2 separate regions of the Mus musculus genome follow, and region 2 is linked to region 1. Evidence: chromatin contacts called from public promoter capture Hi-C data. All regions are on one chromosome and are shown on one strand. The core of a region is the stretch at or near the end of the contact, and the rest is flanking DNA. Distances in the headings are between cores, read along the strand shown.

Region 1 (2,700 bases), core at 138-2,637:
ACACATCAAGAGCAAGGAAGGCTGTGAATTTTTTTCTTTTTTTTTTTTTTGTTTTTTGTTTTTGTTTTTTTTTTTTGAGACAGGGTTTCTCTGTATAGCTCTGGCTGTCCTGGAACTCACTCTGTAGACCAGGCTGGCCTCGAACTCAGAAATCCGCCTGCCTCTGCCTCCCGAGTGCTGGGATTAAAGGCGTGCGCCACCATGCCCGGCTTCTTTTTTTTTTTTTTTTTTTTTTTTGGTTTTGGTTTTTTCGAGACAAAGTTTCTCTGTGTAGCCCTGGCTGTCCTGGAACTCACTCTGTAGACCAGGCTGGCCTCGAACTCAGAAATCCGCCTGCCTCTGCCTCCCAAGTGCTGGGATTAAAGAATCCCTAAGCTAAAATGTTGTAAATCCTATAGATTGCTTCGTGAAGCTGAAGATAAGCTAGGGTACATGGGAACTCTTAGACTTGAATGGATTCTGCCTGCTTCTTCATATAGCACTCATGGGACACTTCTTGGTGTCTCTGTGCTTGAAGGAAGGGGGCACACACTCACAAGGAGGTACATGACTTAATACTAGCTTTCCTCTGGAAAGGTTTTTGGGGTCACCAGAGCTCAAGCCACTGCTGTATAAGGAACATATTCCCCTTTGCCTCTGAAATCCCAGGGTATAGATGGGGAGTAAAGTTCAGAAGGGGAGGGGTCCTCATCTCTGATTCTGCATGATCACCTAGGGATGCCTCAGCAGTGCCATTTCTAGGACCAATTCCAGAGGTTCTGGGTTAGACCGGTCAGCAAAAAAACTCCCAAAATGGCATCTGTGCTTTGTGGAGGAAAGAGCACAGCCACCCACTACCTCCTGAGCACACCTTCTGCTACTCAGCCCCTGCTGTTACCATGTCTTCCGATCACAAGGCTTTTGCACAAGCCGCTCTCCCTCCAGGAGTACCCTTCTCCAGTGGAGGGTCTGTTCATCCTAGCTCTCAAGCCCCTCTTGCCCTGAAGCCTTCGCTGATGGCATCACCTCCACCCTTAGAATCAGAATATTAATTTGTCTTTCTGACACATGTCACACTGGAGACCTGACATTTGTTTATGATTATTTACTACGCTGCGCCGTATGCTTCATGAAAACATATGAATGTTTGAGGCGGAAGAGCAGGAATGGCCTCTGGGCCAGCTGGGATATGTTTCACGCCTTTGAGAGCACCATCGCCTTATTTTTCCCTTCTCCACAGAAGAGGCGTCCCGAGAGCTGGAGGACAAGTGCCGCGCGCTAGAGTCGCAGCTGGAGGCACGGGCGGCGGCCAACGAGGAGCTGCGGCGGGAGGTGGCACAGCGGGAGGCGCTGGTGTCCGCGCTGCGCTGCAGCCTGCGCTCGGAGGAGCGCCGCTTTCTGGAGGAGCTGCGGCGCCGCAGCCATCGCGCCACGGTGCTGGGCACCGAGCTGCAGAAGCACACCGAAGCGGCCGCCTACCTCTCCTGCCAGCTGCACGCCGCGCGCCAGAGACTGCAGGGCCCCCGCTCTGGCGCCGCGGCCGCGGAGCCCCGGGTCCGCCGGCGTGCACAACGGGCCCGCCGCCCTCCGGAGGCGGCTGCCAAGGGTCCGAGCCGGGACTGGGCGACCTGGGAAGACGCCGATCCCATGCCGGACCCCGCGCTCTTTCTCTACCCACGGAGGCCGCCGCGGCCCGGCGCCCGTGGTCCTCGCCCTCTGCTACGCCAGGAGATGCCGGACCAAGATGCCCCGCACCCCGTGCCACACCAGGAGCCCCTGTACCAAGGCGACCCGCACCCTGGGCCCAGCGAGAGCGCAGTCGCCACGCCCAGCGCCCCAGGGGATCCTGAGTAGGCGCTGGGCAGGCCTTGGCAACAGGGAAAGCAGGCCGGGCCAGGCTGGATCAGGGATGGGGCGGAGTCCAGCCGGCCGATCCGCCCCAGCTCGGCCACTCACTAGAGCCGCCCCCGCTTGTGTGTTTCCAGAGATGAATTGTCTTCTCCGGAGAGGGAGCTCCTTTGCAGAGGGAACGCCAAAGCAATGCACCTTTTTTGTGGTGGACTGGCAGTAATGACCCTAATCTGTGTGTGTGTGTGTCCCCACTCCCCTGCGGGGGGTGGAGTGGAGTCCTGTCTGTCCTTGGAAAGCTGACAATCCCTTGTAGGGCGGGAGAAGTCTAAGTCTGCCTACTGGAAGGAACACGGTGGCACTTGGCACTGCTAGGCCCTCAAGCTCCCCTTCCCTGCTTTCTCCACCTCCCACTACCCCCCACCCCCCAGCCCTGCCCAGCCTTTTGCTCGGGAGAGGCAAGCTTAGGAGCTGGCTCGCGTACTCAGAAGTAGCTACTCCCCACCCCACTGATAAGTCCTTGAAGGTGAGCACGGAACACTTTAGAATCTATTTTAGAAGTCACGCCCTCTCAGAGCTGAGGTGTTCCTGGTGGCAGTGATTACAGAGAACAGCAAGGCTAGACCCTTGAAGCCAGTCGTGGAAGAGGACCTGATTGGTTCTTCCCAGGTTTGTCATGCAGGGGTGCAGGAGATTGGAGATAGGCAAGCTGGGGCACAGATTTGTCTTGGCAAGGGTAGAAGGGCCTCTTACCCTTCTGTTCCTGAGGCCACCTTAGAGACTTCCCAGTCCTGTTAGAGGTGCTAATCTTGCCCAGCTTTCCAAACAGCTGGCTGCACCCAGAGGCAGGAAGGAGAGCCCGGCTTCTTGGAA
Region 2 (2,748 bases), core at 92-2,591, 1.3 Mb before region 1:
TTTATTCCTTATCCTGTCATCCAGTCCACTACCACTCTTATTTACTGACAAAGAAAGTAACACATTTTTGTATTCTTCTAGGCATTTACTAATAAACATCTCTCCACAGCAGCCCTTTCTACTTCCCTTCAGTTATGTTGGATAGCCAGAAGACAGGGAAATAAGAGGACATGGTCTTTTAGCAAAGATATCTATTCTAAGTAGCTATACTGTAACTAGCTAGTCTATACTTCCAAAATAGCAGCCACCGCTGGAAGCAGGAATTAACTTTTATTGAGCACACATTATGTGCTGGACCCATTTAATATCTCTTTTAATATCTTAAGGCAATTAAGTAAATATTGTTATTGCTATTTTATCAAGGAAGGAAATGTAGACATCACATGCTCAAAGTCACAGAGCCAAGAACTCCCCATGTTTTCCAGTCAGGCTTCTGTGACAGAAGCTTCTCTTGACAGGAGGCTGTCTCTGTGAATCTAACAACAGTGTTAAAAATGAATGCTTTGTAAGAATTCAGAAACTGGGAATTACAAATGAGACTTTTTGAAATTATTCCAAAAAATGGCTTCTACCCATATGTGAAAGGCTGAAGAAAAATCAAGAAAAGCTACCAACTTAATGAGTTTGTTCACCTCTCCAATTGTTCCTTATATAGGGAGGAGCTCAGAGCCTCATACCACCCTGCTTCCTTTGTAGACCTCTGTGGCCCACGTGCTCGTTTGCTCTCCTTAACAATGGCAGCACCAGTCCTGCCCGCCTGTTCTCTACTTTGGATTGGGAGTCATTTTAAAACTGGTCTCAGTTCTCCCACAGGTCTCCTGCCTGACCCATGGCAGACGTGTGGTCACATTAGGCAAGACATACCTTGTTTTGCTGCCTTGGGAATGATTCTCTTTAGACACAGTCTAGGATGTCAGCAGCATCTTAGAAAACTTTTGTCTAGGAAATGGGCAAGGAGGAAGGGAAAGGGAGGCCATGATTTTCTGATGCCACGGGGGTGTAGCAAGGCTGAGCTGGGGAGCTCTTTCTGCCTCATCCATAACCAGAACAGGTTTCTGTCTGTGGACAAAACAGCTAAAGAGGTAGAGCCATGCCCGAGCCGGCTTTGTACCTCACAAGCGACAAGGCAAAGGGCGTCGCTTTTGCCTTTATGGGCAGAAAACAGCAAGTTGGTCCCGTTCCTTTAACTCTCGCGAGGCCTTGCCCCCTCGCCGCTCTCCCCGCCACCCCTGCCCCGCGCTTGCTTGCGTGGTTAGTAGCGCAGGTGCTCCAGAGCGCCTGCGCACTGAGCTTCAGGATTGGTGCGCCTGCGCAAAGCCTCCCGCGGGTTTTCAGAGGCGGGAAGTTCCGCGTGGCTGCCTGCTGAAGGAGGCGAGGTTAACTTGAGGGCTCTCTTTGTACATGGTGTTGGCCGGGGATTCATGGAGGGAAATACCGTTTGTTGACCTAAAACGGCCCCATGAGTGGCTGTGTCAGGCGGGAGGGGGGTGTTGGAAGGGAAGACGAATTTTGACTGAAAAATCGCTCCCCTCCTTTAAGGAGGCCTCAAAGAGGCCCTGTGTGGCCTCTGCTTGAGGCCACGGTGATCTTAGGGCAGGCTTGGCAGTGAGTTGGATAGTTACCTCTCTCTCTGACCCCAAACCTGCCCCACCACCCCACCTCCATCATCCCTGCTCCCATAGCCCCTGCCATCCCGGTCACCCCAGTCCCTCCAACTCTGCCCCCGCCACTCTGCCTCCGCCACCCCTGCTTCCACCACGCCTGTCATCCCGACCACCCTGCTCCTGTCACCCGTACCCCCGCCACCCCAGTCACCCCATTCCCATCAGCCCACCCCTGGTCCAGCTGAAACCGGTTCTCTTGGAAGCTGGGCTCAGATCATCAGAGTTTACTGGCCCAGGAAGATGATAGTGCACTTTCACGCATTTGTGAGCGAGGCATAAGTGGCCTGCCTCTGCAGTCCCAGCGCTTGGGTGGTAGAGATGGGAGGATCAGAAGTTTGAGGCAAGTCTGGGTCGTATGAATTCTATCTCACATGCCATAGGTTTAGGATATTTAAGGTATTAAGCTTCTGTAAGTCCTCTTAGGCTTAGGATGAGCTGGTGTTTCAGTGTTTTTGAGTTTTACTTTTGCAAATGATATTTGGACGCTAATGTTTACCTCTTTGATTGCACTGTTACCTGTGTGAACATCAGTCTGGCTCACTGGGCTGTGGATTTGCAGTAGAAATTATTTGGGTTTGTGTCTGGCCTTTTTTTTTTTTTTTATTCATGGGCAAACATTTGTTGAATTAAATAAATTATAATAAGATATAAATATATTAAGAAGCTCAAATCAGAAAAAAATACAATGGAAAAATATTTTATTTGTTTCTGTAAGTTTGCCAGTGCTGTAATTCGTTTCCCTTATAGCTTTGGTTCAGAATTCCCATCATGGGTCCTGAATTCTGAAATAAATTGCTTAAACTGTGTGGAAACTCTCTATATATTTAGAAAACAAGTTTATATCCAACCATGTCATAATTTGTTTGAACATAACTGGGAAAATGGGGCCTGTTTTAAATTTTTATTCACAAAACAGTTCCTGAGGTGATAACATTTGACAATTTTAATCCATAGTGTCCATCACTAATTGATTGAAATGTTGATCTTGTTGATGACTATGAGTTACATGTTTCTTCCTTCTAAGGTTTAGTTAACTTCATCCTGTAAATGTCAAGTGCTAAATACAAAAAGCTTTGACACAGAA

The links. Promoter capture Hi-C pulls out the DNA fragments that hold promoters and counts their contacts.
Region 2: a contact with region 1 is called in a promoter capture Hi-C map of liver, with 6 times the contacts expected there. The contact joins the promoter of Spata22 here to the enhancer-like site in region 1. A contact is called at or near these places in 3 of 39 promoter capture datasets (hippocampal neurons and liver) and 1 of 115 datasets of contacts at active chromatin or transcription factors (astrocytes).

Annotation. Positions count from the first base shown.
Region 1 is chr11:74,636,739-74,639,438 of GRCm38.p6, forward strand. Ccdc92b (coiled-coil domain containing 92B) reads left to right here. Exons shown (of 4, transcript NM_001013784.1): 4 at 1,220-2,700. The coding sequence ends at 1,833. Among named protein-coding and RNA genes, the nearest start is that of Cluh, 11 kb to the right of the region's middle. Within about 2 kb of position 1,388, at least 322 of the 459 cell types and tissues checked have an H3K27ac peak or open chromatin away from gene starts, as enhancers often do. A contact at or near this core is called in astrocytes, hippocampal neurons and liver, where this site is marked.
Region 2 is chr11:73,328,400-73,331,147 of GRCm38.p6, forward strand. Spata22 (spermatogenesis associated 22) reads left to right here and starts at 1,342. Exons shown (of 9, transcript NM_001045531.1): 1 at 1,342-1,376; 2 at 2,689-2,748.